2 separate regions of the Callithrix jacchus genome follow, and region 2 is linked to region 1. A link is a contact called in public Hi-C data. All regions are on one chromosome and are shown on one strand. Each heading gives the region's core, a stretch centred on a gene start, on an enhancer-like site or on the middle of the called end of the contact. The rest is flanking DNA. Distances are from core to core; before and after follow the strand shown.

Region 1 (7,177 bases), core at 1,473-3,972:
GACAGAGTAAGACTCTGTCTCAAAAAAAGAAAAAAGAAAAAAAGAAATCTGTTTCCATCCTGGTTTCCCTGGGAGGAGAAAGGCAAGGACATTTTCAGCCTCCTAGGTTTGGTGGGGCAGGATCCAGGATGAACCCACTGGAGAGGTGAAGGAAATCACTGGGAGAGTTAACACAGTTACAGATCTCTCTGGACTGAGGCCCTGGATGCTGCTTCCACACCCTCGAAGTACTGCAGGAAGTGGGAGGGGCCTCACAGTGGGGGCAGAGGAGACAGAATAGGCACCACATTCTCACTCCCATCGCAGCCTCAAGGCACTGCAGCAAGAAGGGGTCTCTAACCAACACCAGCTTTCCTGAGGGGCCTCAGCCTCCAGGGCTCACTCCCTGGGCTGGTGATGCCAGCTGCCCCTCCTGCTCTAGCTCTGGGGGAGTGGGAGGAACTCAGATACAGGACTAAATAGGTTAAACCCTTTGGGTTCCTAGGAGAGAGTCTTTGTCTAGAGCCCCTGAGAGGAACAGAAAGCTATCCCTTGTGTTGTTTTCTAGGGAGAAAGGGAAGAGGGTGGGGAGGAGACATCTGGTGTTCCTGAATGTCCTGGCCCCTAGAGTTGGTAGGGAGGGTTTGGGATTTGGGAATGATGGAAACTGTACTGAGACTCCTCAGAACAGCTGTCTAAGTACTTTTTTTTTTTTGAGACAAAGTTTCAGTTCTGTCACCCAGGCAGGAATGCAGTGTCACAAACACAGCTCACTGCAGCCTCCACCTCCTGAGCTCAAGCAATCTTCCCACCTTAGCCTTCCTAGTAGCTGGGACCACAGGTGCATGCCACAATGCTCAGCTAGTTTCTTTTTATTTTTAAATATTTATTTGTTTTTGTTAAAGCAAATAATCAAAAGAGTAGCTATTTCATGACAGAACAACCTTTCTAAAAATTATCTTTCGTGGAAATAGGGATCTCACTATGTTGCCCAGGCTGGTCTCAAACTCCTGGGCTAAAGTGTTCCTCCTGCCTTGGCCTTCCAATATGCTGGAGTTACTGGCATGAGCCACTGCGCCCGGCCTAAGAAGGCTTTAAGAACCTGTCTGAGTGAGGAGGGGATCATCTAGATCAACCTGAGATGGCCCCCCACCCCCACTCTTAACTCAGGACTAATGACACTGCAAATCCCAAAGAGAAATCGATATCAAGAGGAGGAATCCCAGGCAGTGAGGCAAAATCTCAGAGGCTGTTGGACAGGCAGGGAAGGGCTCCACCTCCAGTCTCTCTAGAACTGCCCTGCTTGACAGCAGGCAGGGTGGGGTCGGGTGGCTGGCCGTGACTGTGACTCAGGTTTCTGTGGGCAGCCAAAGGCAGCCGGCAGGGAGGAGCCCAGACCGACAGACAGGCTGGCCAACTGCAGCTTTCACCTCAGCTGTCCTCTCTCCCGGGAATGCCGGGGGCTCTTTAGCTGAGCTGGCCCTTGGGGGCTAGTTTGGCCCTTGCAGGCTAGTTTGGCCCTTGCTTTCCTCCCCCACCCCAACCAACCCTGAAGTTCCTTCCCAGAGTCCTCAGCCCTTGGCTCCCTCCCCAGTGGCATTACACAGGACAGAGAGTCAGGGGTCACTGCCTCAAGGGAGGCCCCAGAATGTCTGGGGAGAAGGATAAAATAATGATTGGTCTTGCACCCTAGGAGAGGGACTGGGGGAACCCTGGGCACCAGCTTGCAGCCTGAGCAGCCCCCAGCCCTCCCTAACCTGGCTGGCTCCTGTCTGGACAGGCTGGTTGTCACGGTAAAGGCTAGGGACTAGAATACAGCTGCTACAGTCAGGCTACCAGGCCTAAGAGAGCAGAGGGTGCTCAGGAACCGCCCCCTCTAGCCCAGCTCCCTCAGAGTTGACCAGCTGAGAGACCGCTGGAGCTGAAACCAAAAAGCTGTGGTCAGGGACTATAGACTTCCCCTTGGTGATGGGTGAGGGTTTAGCCAGCACATTCCCTTCGTGTTTCTGAGTCCTGTTTGTTGGCTTGTTTTTGGAGGGTGGCTGGAAGGGAATACACGTTTACTTTCATGGCTTTTATGTGCCCAACTTCAGGGCATGCATGGCTCACCAATCTTTATAACAACTGAGAGAGATTTAGCAACTTGCCTAAAATGGCAAAGCTGGGATTAGAACTCAGAACTGACTGCCATGACAGTTAGTTTTCTGGGAACCAGGCAGTGTCGCTGTTCCAGATGGCAGTCTGAAGAGAAAGACACTAGTGAAATGCTTGGCACATAGTAGGTCATTAAATATTTTTCTAATGAAGCCAATTCTGTGTGAGTCATTGCTAGTTTTCTGGGACATCCTGGGAGCTTCTGGAGCTGAATCGCAACAGCGGAAGAAGCTAGCTCCAAAGAGGGACTTTCCAAGACCAACCCCGGCGAGAGAGGAATTTGCCGAGCATCATCTCAGAGCCGGGCGCGTGGGGAGGAGGACAAGGGGGAGCGTGTGGCTAACCCAGGAATACCGAAGGCTGCGGACGCCACCCAGCGGCCAGGATGCTGCCAAGGGCGAGCTGGGCTCTACCAGCCAGGCGCGCGCGGAGCATTCCGGGAATTGTAGTTGACTGCGTTAAGAGGCGGCACTACCAAAGGGGCAGTTGGGTGTTGTAGTCCGACGTTTGTTGGGCGGGAGTTACTCACGTCGGCCGGACCACGAGTCCCGTGGTGCCCCGCGGCAGGCCGCGCAGGCGCAGTGAGTCAGTACCGGTCAGTCCTGTGGGCTGAGGGGCAGCGGCTCGGCGAGCGGCGTCTGCAGGGGTCGCCGAGCAAGCCCGTGGCTAGGCGAGTGGGGCGGGGCGGCCGGCACCATGTCGAGGCAGGCGAACCGTGGCACCGAGAGCAAGAAAATGGTAATTTGGAGCGCGTGACCTCAGTGGGCGGGGCGAAATTGAGATGTACGGGGAAGGGGCCCGGCGCCGAGCGCGAGGCGCGATTGGAAAAGGGCCCTCCTGTGAGCTCCGGCTGCAGGTAGCCTCTTGTGGGTTACTCCGGGGGCGTCCCAGGTAGGTTAGGGGACCGCCGGAGAAGTTCCCCGGAGGAGACCCCTTTCCCGTGGAGACCCCGCCCCCAAGGCCTGAGTGCATCTCCGTCCTAAGCCAACGACAACGACGGTAATAAATACCAGTAACTGCCACTTACTGCCCTCTGACTGTGTATTAGACACCGGGCCACCCACTTTGCATGCATTGCAGTATCTCAGTTAATCTGCAGAGTAACCCCTATCAGATGGATAACATGATTGCCATTTTATAGCCTGGAGAGCTTACGTAATTTGCCCACATTTACACCTGGGAAGTTAGGATTTGGACCCGTGTCTAATTTCAAAGCTAATGTTTCAGACTGTTAGGCTATACTTTTAGGCTATAGTGTCTTGCACTGTGGCATGGGTATTGTGAGAGATGCTCAGATAGTGGTCGTGCCAGAAAGGAACGTTCTATTCAATAGAATAAGAGGTGCCCCAGAGTAAGCAGTGAGTGGTGCCCCTCTAATGGAGTGGGTGGCTCCCTTTCTCTGGGAATAGTGGGACACCGTATGGTCCTATAAAGTTGGAGTAGGTGCTGGGGCTGAAGGCTAAGGTCATTTTTCTCCCCCACCAACCCCCGAGATGAAATCTTGCTCTGTCTCCCAGGCTGGAGTGCAGAGGCACGGTCTCGGCTCACTGCAACCTCCACCTTCCGGGTTCAAGCGATTCCCCTGCCTCAGCCACCCGAGTAGCTAGGATTACAGGTGCCCACTACCACTCCCGGCTAATTTTTGTATTTTTAGTAGAGATGGGGTTTCACCATGTTGGCTAAGCTGGTCTCGAACTCTTGACCTCGTGATCTGCCTACCTTGGCCTCCCAAAGTGCTGGGATTACAGTGGCCTCTAAGGTAATTTTTCTTTAAGAGACCTTCCAGGGACCTTTAGATCTTCAGTTTAACACTCTCCCAACTGAGCTATTTCGGCCACCCTGAGACCTTCCTGTCAGGCCTTCCTTTTCTTTGCCTTTTTTTTTTTTTTTTTTTGAGACAGGGTCTTACTCTGTTGCCCAGATGCATGCAATGGCCTGATCTCTGCTCATTGTAACCACAACCTCCTGGGCTTAAGCGATCCTCACCTCAGCCCCCAAGCAACTGGGACCACAGGGGCACACCACCAAGCCAGGCTAATTTTCGTATTTATTATAAAGACAGTGGTTTGCCATGTTGCCCAGGCTGGTCTCGAACTCCTAGGCTTAAGCAATCCTCCCGCCACAACCTCCCAAAGTGTTAAGATTACAGGTCCAAGCCACCATGCCCAGCTTTGTTTTGAATTTAAAAGCAATATCAAGGCTGGACATGGTGGCTCGTGGCTGTAATTCTAGCACTTTGGGAGGCTGAGGCAGGAGGATGGCTTGTACTCAGGACTTTGAGACCAGCCTGGGCAACATAGTGAGATCTCATCTCTAAATAACATAAAATATAAATAAATAAATTAATTAAAACAATATCTGAGGTTGCATGTGGGCCAGACCGAGGCCCTTTTTTTTGACACTCCTCTCTTGATGGGATGATCAGATTTCCCTCTCACCTTGACATCTTAAACCAGGAGCAGCCACCAGAATGGGCTGCAGGAAGCCTTGTTCTCCAGATTAGTATTTAACCCCTTTCAGACCCCTTTTGAAAAACTGATGAAAGCTATGGATCTGCTCCCCTAATAGTACATGGGCAGAAGTAGGGAGACAGAAATGGAGACAATACAGGGGTATAGTACTGCCTGGGACTGAGCTCTGGTTTCACCACCTACTTGCTGTGCGACCTTGGGCAAGTTTCTGCAGTGTTCTGAGCATCAGCTTCATCTTTTTTTTTTTTTAAGAGGTAATAATAGTACTTATATTATAGCATTGTTCTGAGGATTGAGTGAATGCATGAAAAACTAGCAGTATAACCATGCATCTAAAACACAGTTGACACTGTCAACTAGCATCCTCTTTAGTAAATATTTAGTAGACAAACATGTACATAAACATTTACTTAAATTTTGTGGGTCTTTGCAGGCCTCTAAAGATAATTCATGGATTACAGGTTAAGAATTCCTGTTTTGGTTGGGTGCGGTGGCTCACACCTGTAATCCCAGCACTTTGGGAGGCCGAGGCGGGCGAATCACGAGGTCAAGAGATCGAGACCATCCTGGCCAACATGGTGAAACCCCATCTGTACTAAAAATGCAAAAATTAGCTGGACACGGTGGCATGCACCTGTGGTCCCAGCTACTTGGGAGGCTGAGGCAGGAGAATCGCTTTAACCCAGGAGGCAGAGGTTGCAGTGAGCTGAGATCGCGTCACTGCACTGAAGCCTGGCGACAGAGCATGACTTCTGTTTCAAAAAAAAGAAAAAGAAAAAAAACCTGTTTTTGGGCCGGTTGTGGCTCATGCCTGTAATCCAGCACTTTGGGAAGCTGAGGCACGTGGATCATGTGATCAAGGAGTTCGAGACCAGCCTGGCCAATAGTGAAACTCTGTACTAAAATACACACACACACGCACACACACACAAAGCCTGTGTTTTGAGGAAATACCAAGAGTTCATTATAAAATAAGATTTTTTTTTTTTTGAGACGGAGTATAGTGGTGCAGCCTTGGCTCAGTACAACCTCTGCCTCCCAGGTTCAAGCAATTCGCCTGCCTCAGCCTCCCAAGCAGCTGGGATTACAGGCATGCACCACCATGCTTGGCTAATTTTTTAATTTTTAGTAGTGACGGGGTTTCACCATCTTGGCCAGCTTGCTCTGGAACTCCTGACCTCAAGTAATATGCCCACCTCAGCCTCTCAAAGTGCTGGGATTACAAGCATGGGGCACTGCATCCAGCCTTGGTTTTTTTGTGTTTTGAGGCAACTATAGCACAGATTTGTTGAAAGTACACTCCACAGAGCAGGAGCAGGCTTGAGCAAATAGCTCAAGAGCCACCTAAATTGTTAATATGCCCGAGTAACTAGATTTTAGTCTGTGTAAACAGAAACAGCCTTTTTGTCCAATAAACTTTTCCTGAGCCCCAACTATATGCAGAGCTCTGTGCTAGGTGCTGTGGGAGATGCAACGATGAAGTCCTAGTTTTTAACTTTGAGAAGCACATACTCTGTGAGGGAGACAGAAATGTATACCATATATACTGTGTCTTCTAGCAATGGAAAAATAAAAAGAAATATATACCATACAGAGGTATAGTGCTGCCTGCAACTGAGTCCTAGTTTCAGCACTTACTTACTCTATTACCTTGAGCAAGTTTGTTCATTATTCTAGCATCAGCTTCGTCATCTTTTTTTTTAGTGAAGTAATAATAGTACCTATATTATAGGCTTGCTCTGAGGATTGAGAGAATGCATGTAAAGCTAGCAGTGTAGCCGTACACCCAGAACCGTTACAGAACACAGTTTACACTCAGTAAGTGTCCTCTAGATGTGTTATTAATAAAGCTAGTAGCCTTCATGTGCCTGTATGGGGGTTGGCTGTGGAATCCCATGGACATGTGACCTACCCTTCTCTTGTGTCAGATTACTGTGACCCAACCCAGCTCAACCCTGAGCTGAGGTGAGCTATTACTTAAGTAGAAGCATTTAGAGTCTCCATGACAGAAGGCTGAAGGGGAAGAGAGATGGCTGGATTTAGTCTTGCTACTGATCCTCCTCCTTCAGCTGCTGGGGAGGATTCACACTGGATTACCTATTTTGACAAAAATAGTACGAGTCTTGGAGCATTGGCTCTAGAGACCAGCCCCCTTAAGGAGATCTGACATTTTGTTTGGTGTACTAACTGGAAGAAAGGCCTTCTGAAAACTGTCAAGTGGTGTCTCACCCTTTAATTTACTTTGTTCAGGTTGTACCTGAAGTCCTTGGAGATCCTGTTAGCATAGCTGCTATAAATCCTATGGTTTCTTGTCTGCAAGGCATTCAAGTCCATTGTCTCACTAGATCCTACCAACAACCTTGCTAATGGCAAGACAGATTTTACTGTTACTTTTTTTGAATTAGAAGATTGAGGCTTAGCCCAGTGAATTGATTTACCTAACTACTCACAGCTGTTAAGCAGCAAGTCCAGACTCAGAATCAGGTCTTCAGAATCTTTCTGTGTCGTCCAGGCTGGAGTACGGTAGTGTAATCACAACTTATGCAGCCTTGACTTCTCAGGCTTGAGTCATC
Region 2 (7,177 bases), core at 2,465-4,964, 47 kb before region 1:
CAAACAAAACAAGGAAAGAATGAAGCAACATTGGCACCCAAAGAATTCTGACTTTCTGGGATTATAGTAGTAATTTCCAGCCATACTCTGGACTTTATTTTGCTAACCATAATTGAGCAAATGTAAACTACTGCTATATTAATGTTTTAAAGCACTGGGATAGTCTAATTCTAACTTCTAATTCATTATGTTTGTCAATTATCTGTCTGAAATAAATTTGTGTCTGAACAGCCAAAAACAAAAAAAAACAACAAAAAAAGAAGCAACAAAAACAGAGATTTATTGAAATTGAAAGTACGCTCCACAGTGTGGGAGTGGGCTGACACAGGGGATCTTGAGAGAATTTTTATGGCAGAATTTTGTGGGGTTTTAATAACCCTCTAAAGGTTTCCATTGGTTACTTGGTGTACACCCTATGTAGATGGAGAGGATAGTTCCTGTCATAGCTGAAGTCTTTCCATTTGATTTAGCTCTAGGAAGTCAGTGTGAATCAGCCTTAGGTTTCCTGCCTCTAGACCCTATTCTCCTGCCTCAGCACCACTGCACTCCAACCTGGGAGACAGAACAAGACTCCATCTAAAAAAATTTTTTTTTCTTTTTTCTTTTTTTTTTTGAGACAGAGTTTTGCTCTTGTTACCCGGGCGGGAGTGCGATGGCGTGATCCTGGCTAACCGCAACCTCCACCTCCTGGGTTCAAGCAATTCTCCTGCCTCAGCCTCCCGAGTAGCTGGGACTACAGGCGCGCACCACCATGCCCAGCTAATTTTTGTATTTTTAGTAGAGACAGGGTTTCACCACGTTGACCAAGATGGTCTCGATCTCTTGACCTCGTGATCCACCCGTCTCGGCCTCCCAAAGTGCTGGGATTATAGGCATGAGCCACCGTACCTGGCCTCTTTTTTTTTTTTTTAAAGACGGGGTTTCACCAAGTTGGTCAGGCTGGTCTTGAACTCCCGACCTCAGGTGATCCACCACCTTGGCCTCCAAAGTGCTTGGATTACAGGTGTGAGCCACCATGCCCTGCCAAAAAAAATTTAATTATAAACTTACAATTTAGTAAAGCACATGCAAGGCCACTAACACTCAAAGTGCATCATGCCCTAATTATTTTACTACACTTTGCTTTTTTTTTTTTTTTTTTTTTTAGACAGAGTTTCGCTGTTGTTACCCAGACTGGAGTGCAATGGCACAATCTCGGCAAACTGCAACCTCTGCCTCCTGGGTTCAAGCAGTTCTCCTGCCTCAGCCTCCAGAGTAGCTGGGACTACAGGCGCACACCACCATGCCCAGCTAATTTTTTGTATTTTTAGTAGAGACGGGGTTTCACCTTGTTGACCAGGATGGTCTCTCTCTCTTTTTTTTTTTTTTGAGACGGAGTTTCGCTCTTGTTACCCAGGCTGGACTGCAATGGCGCGATCTCGGCTCACCTCAGCCTCCGCCTCCTGGGTTCACCCAGGCTGGAGTGCAGTGGCTCAATCTTGGCTCACTGTTACCTCTGCCTCCCAGGTTTGAGCAATTCTGCCTCAGTCGCCCAAGTAACTGGGAGTACAGGCAGCTAATTTTTTTATTTTTAGTAGACATGGAGTTTCACCATGTTGGCCAGGCTGGTCTTGAATTCCTGATCTTGTGATCCAACCGCCTCAGCCTCCCAAAGTGCTGGGATTACAGGCATGAGCCACCTCACCCATCCTACTTTTATTTATTTTTTTTGAGACGGAGTCTTGCTCTATCGCCCAGGCTGAAGCACAATGGTGAAGTCTCGGCTCACTGCAACCCCCGCCTCCCAGGTTCAAGCAATTCTCCTGCCTCAGCCTCTTAAGTAGCTGAGATTACAGGCATGCACCATCATGTCTGGCTAAATTTTATTTATTTATTTATTTATTTATTTAGAGACAGAGTCTGGCTTTCTTACCCATGATGTAGTACAGTGGTGTGATCTTGGCTCACTGCAACCTTTGTCTCCCAGGTTCAAGCAATACTCCTGCCTCAGCCACCAGAGTAGCTAGGATTAAAGGCATGTGCCACCACACCCGGCTAATTTTTGTATTACTTTTTTTTTTTAGAAACGGGGTTTCACCATATTGGTCTGACTGGTCTTGAACTCCTGACCTCAGGTGATCCACCTGCCTCGGCCTCCCAAAGTGCTGGGATGACAGGCATGAGCCACTGCGTTGGGCCCAGCCAATTTTTGTATTTTTAGTAGAGACAGGGTTTCACCATGTTGGCCAGGCTGGTCTCAAACTCCTGACCTCAGGCAATCCCAGCTGCCTTGGCCTCCCAGTGCTGGGATTACAGGCATGAGCCACCGCACCTGGCCTAATTTTTGTATTTTCAGTAGAGACATGGTTTCACCATGTTGGCCAGGCTGGCTTCAAACTCCTGACCTCAAGTGATCTGCCCACCTTGGCCTCCCAAAGTGCTGGGATTACAGGCGTGAGTTTACTATAATCAGTGCTCTTAAAGTTGTTGGTATCTGCCGGGTGAATACCCTGCATGTCAGTGTGCTACTGCTCTATCCTCTCTGCTCCACCTTCAGTGACATCATGTTGGCAGCTTGAAATTGGCTATAGTGGGAGTGTTTACATCATGGAAGCCGGCAAATGTGACAAATCAAGTCTCTCCCTCATGCATCCCAAGCTGTTTGTAAACGTTCCCCAGCACACCACTGGGTAGAGATTCCTAAAACATGACTGTGATTGAATTTCTCACCAGCCAGCCTGGCAGGGGGTTTTGGAGCAGATAATCTGGTTTAGAGAATTCAATAAATGAGACATTTCTTACATCTAAGCTTCATGGAACAAAATGCATACTTGTTACATGGATCTTGTCCAGACTTGCTTGGGGGTCCATCTCTTCTTCCTCCCTTAGAGATGAGAGTGCACACCCTGTCGTGAAACACCCCTAGCACATCCCACAACACACCTGGGATGCCTTTTGGGTAGAATAAGAAAAGAAGCTCCATGAGGGCAGGGACTTCATCACTGCTATACCCCTGGCTTCAGCAGCCCCTAGACTGTTCCTCAGTCTCAGTGGCTCTCCTATTTTCCCTGGCTTCTAACTTAGGGCAGTGGAAGCCATGCTAGGGCTGCAGGGCCCTGTGCACACGGGCTGATGGGAGAACCAGACAGACAGACACCCAGGGTTGGCCTCTTCTCAAGAACATGAACCTACTTGGGGGACAGGGAAGGTTCTCAATCAGAAGCAGTCCCTTCCCAGGAAACATCCGGCAGTGTCTGGAGGCAGTCTGGATTGTCACAACAGCAGAGGAGTTGAGGGAGTGCTGATGGCATCTGGTAGGTAAGGGCCAAGGAGGCTGCTAAGCATCCTACAGGGCACAGAACACCCTCCTATCTTCACCATCCAAGATTATCCTGCCCCAAATGTCAATAGTGCTGAGGTTGAGAAAGCCTGGGATAGGGACACAGCAGGGAGGAACTCAGACAGGACGGGGTCAGAGAAGACACAGGAAAAGATCAGCCTGCCCTGTAACTACTGATCCCTCCCTCCCTGCAACCTTCTTGCTCTGTGTGGGCCTTCCGTCTCTTTTGTCTCCCGCCCTGCTTTTCTCCTCTGTCTCTTCGGTGTTGTCCCTATTTATTTCTGTTTATCTCTCAGTCTGCATTTCTCACTCAGTCGTGCCATCCACTCTGGCTGGATCCCTGTGTTCTGAGACGTCAGACAAGCTTTTGGCATTCGTACTCCTTCACCCACACTAATCACTCCAGCTGCCTCGGCCTGGGAGCCGAGCCAGGAGGTTGACAAAGGGGGAGGGTACAAAGAGGGGGTTGGGGGTAGGAGGTGGCACATGCTCGCTGCTATCCTCACCACTCTTCCTACCCTAGTTCCTGAGGCCCCACTGTCTGCCACTGAGAGGCCTAGAGATCCAGCAACTCTCTTTCTCTCGTCCTCCAGGGCCTGGGACCTGCTGGAGTGGCCTTCCCCTGCCCACTGACCTCTTCCTCTTCACCCCACCCCCTGGCTCCTTAAATTTCCCCTCCAGCCCAGTCCAGCAGCTGTTACAAAACAACAGCTGGACAACTCCTCACCCTCAGCCCCGCCCTGGACAGCAAGTCATGACTGCCACTTAGCCCAGCACCCTTTGCCCAGAGATCAGGGACCTGTGGTCTCTGCTCTGGTCCTAGTTTTAGGACCCAGAGACCACTACCATGAGCCAGGAATTGGTTTCTTGTGTTAGGACACAGTGCTCAGTGTCCAGATTCAATTCCCAGTGCCTGTCCCCAGGATCCAGGACTCAGCCCTTTGTGCCTGAGGCCAGAGCTGTCTGCCCTGTTCCTCTCACACACCTCGCCTGGCAGACCCTGGTGGCCTGCACGCCTGTGTTTTAGGGGTGGGCACTGTGTGAGGTCAGGAACACTACAACTGGCATTGCAGAAAGGTCTGGTGGCAATTTTTAAAACAGAAAGTTGAGGAACTTTTGGCAGGTCATGGTGACTCATACCTGTAATGCCAGCAGTTTGGGAGGCCAAGTCAGGAGGATCACTTGAGACCTGAAGTTCAAGACCAGCCTGGGCAACACAGTGAGATCCTATTCCCATCTCTGTTTTTTTATAGAGGGATATAGAACATTTCCTCCCTTAATAGTTTAAGGTATAAAATGATAAAAATTTTCAAAAAAATTGGAGCTGGGCATGGTGGTTCACGCCTATAATCCCAGCACTTTGGGAGACCTAGCAGGGCAAATCACCTGGGGTCAGAAGTCTGAGACCAGCCCAGCCAACATGGAGAAACCTTATTTCTACTAAAAATGCAAAAATTAGCTAGGTGTGGTGGTGGGTGCCTGTAGTCCCAGCTACTTGGGAGGCTGAGGCAGAAGAATCAGTTGAAGCCAGGCGACAGAGGTTGCAGTGAGCTGAGATCGTGCCATTGCACTCCAGACTGGGATACAAGAGCAAAACTCTGTCTCAAAAAAATAAATATTAAAAAAAGTCCCTCAACTTAATTTTTTTTTAGACAGTGTCTTGCTCTGTTGCCCAAGCTGGAGTGCAATGGCACCATCTCAGCTCTCTGTAACTTCCACCTCCCAGGTTCAAGCGATTCTCCTGCCTCAGCCTCCAGAGTAGCTAGGACTACAGGTGCCCACCACTATGCCCAGCTAATTTTTGTATTTTTTTTTTTTTGAGACAGAGTCTCGCACTGTGGCCCAGGCTGTAGTGCAGTGGCATGATCTCAGCTCACTGCAATCTCCACCTTCTGAGTTCAAGCAATTCTCCTGCCTCACCCTCCCGAGTAGCTGGGACTACAGGCATGCGCCACCACACCCAGCCCAAATTTTTGTATTTTTTTAGTAGAGACAGGGTTTCACCATATTGGCCAGGCTGTTCTCAAACTCCTAACCCCAGATGATCTGCCTGCCTCAGCCTCCCAAAGTGCTGGGATGACAGGTATGAGCCGCCATGCCCATCCTTTTTTTATTTTTATTTTTTTTAAATGGAGTCTCTCTCTATCACCCAGGCTGGAGTAGGCAATGGTGTGATCTTGGCTCACTGCAACCTCCACCTCCCAGGTTCAAGTGATTTTCCTGCCTCAGCCTCCCGAAAAGAAACCATTTAAATGAGGATTCAAGATAGAATTGGGGGAAGGGGCTAGCAGTATAGGCAGAGGAAGGAGAAAAGTCAGTGGATATTGTTGCCAGATAAAATACAGAATGCCCAATCCAAGGTAAATTCCAGGCAAACAATAAATAATCATTTAATGTAAGTACATTATTTTTTAATGTAAGTACAATGCCATGTTTGGAACACACTAAAAATTTATTCGTTGGTTTTCTGAAATTCTCCTTTATAATAGGGATCCTGTGTTTTTTGTTGTTGTTGTTTGTTTGTTTGTTTTGAGACAGAGTTTCGCTCTTGTTACCCAGACTGGAGTGCAATGGCGCGATCTCGGCTCATCGCAACCTCCGCCTCCTGGGTAAATAATTCTCCTGCCTCAGCCTCCCAAGTAGCTGGGACTACAGGCACGCACCACCACACCTAGCTAAAATTTTTGTATTTTTAGTAGAGATGGGGTTTCACCTTGTTGACCAGGAGGGTCTCGATCTCTTGACCTCATGATCCACCCACCTCGGCCTCCCAAAGTGCTGGGATTATAGGCGTGAGCCACCGTGCCTGGCTGAATCCTGTGTTTTGATGTGTGAAATTCAGCAACACTATTCAGAGATACCTCCCAGGTTATTTTCCAGTAGCTTTAGGTGGGGAAGTGGAGTGTTTCTTTTTTTTCCCCCTCTTTTTCTGTTGAGACAGGGTCTTACTCTGTCCCCCAGGCTGGAGTACAGTGGCAACATCTTGGCTCACTGCAGTCTTGATCTCCTGAGTTCCATTAATCCTCCCACCTCAGCCTCCCAAGTAGCTGGGACTACAGGTGTGTGCCACGATGCCTGGATAATTTCCTTATTTTTTGCAGAGACAAGGACTAGCTATGTTGCCCAGACTAGCCTCAAACTCCTAGGCTCAAGTAATGCCGTCACTTCAACCTCCCAAAGTGCTGGGATTACAGGTGTGAGCCACTGCACTCAGCTCCAGTTCTCAGTGTTTCCTTCCAGGCACTTTTTACTGCTATGGCTTCATAATCGGCTCCCTGTCTCCAATCTTGCCCACCTGCCTCCACAGCCTGGCTGGCTGGCGCTTCACCTGCAATCATGTTACCTCTCGACTGAAAACCCTTCTGTGGTTTTCCATGCCGCAGGAGGAGAAACAAGCATCCCAGCCTGTCAGGATACAAGGCCGTCAGTGCCTGATTCCTGCCCAGATTCCGGGACATTTGGCCACATCCCTTCCTCTGGTGCATCACACTGCACCAGAAAAACGCTTCCTGCCTGTTAGTCTCCAGGACTACTGCAATGATTCTGGCTCCCATTGTCTTACCCATCTTTCTCTCCATCAGCTATGTATTGCACACAGACAGAACCTACTGCATGCCAGGCACCGGGCTGCTAGGAAGGACACACTGGAGAACACGACAAATATTCCTGCTCTTGTGACTCACCTTTTGGCAGAGGCACATTAATAGATAAACAGTTACAATGAGGTGTTTGTTGTGCTAGGTTAGGTACAGAACACTGGGGTCAAAGAAGGCCTTCTGGAAACATAATATTTAAGATCAGCCAACTGAAGTGGGGCAGCAGGGGAGAGCATCCCAGGCAGAGGGAACAGCTTGTGCA

The links. A called contact is a pair of places that touch in the nucleus more often than the background predicts.
Region 2: a Hi-C map of skeletal muscle shows a contact between it and region 1, with 4 times the contacts expected there. The contact joins the enhancer-like site here to the promoter of TRAPPC3 in region 1. A contact is called at or near these places in 3 of 3 Hi-C or Micro-C datasets (induced pluripotent stem cells and skeletal muscle).

Annotation. Positions count from the first base shown.
Region 1 is chr7:72,737,171-72,744,347 of calJac240_pri, reverse strand. It overlaps TRAPPC3 (trafficking protein particle complex subunit 3), which reads left to right and starts at 2,722. Exons shown (of 3, transcript XM_009000895.4): 1 at 2,722-2,871. The coding sequence starts at 2,830.
Region 2 is chr7:72,785,463-72,792,639 of calJac240_pri, reverse strand. No RefSeq gene overlaps it. Among named protein-coding and RNA genes, the nearest start is that of THRAP3, 15 kb to the left of the region's middle. Within about 2 kb of position 3,714, at least 10 of the 16 cell types and tissues checked have an H3K27ac peak or open chromatin away from gene starts, as enhancers often do. A contact at or near this core is called in skeletal muscle, where this site is marked.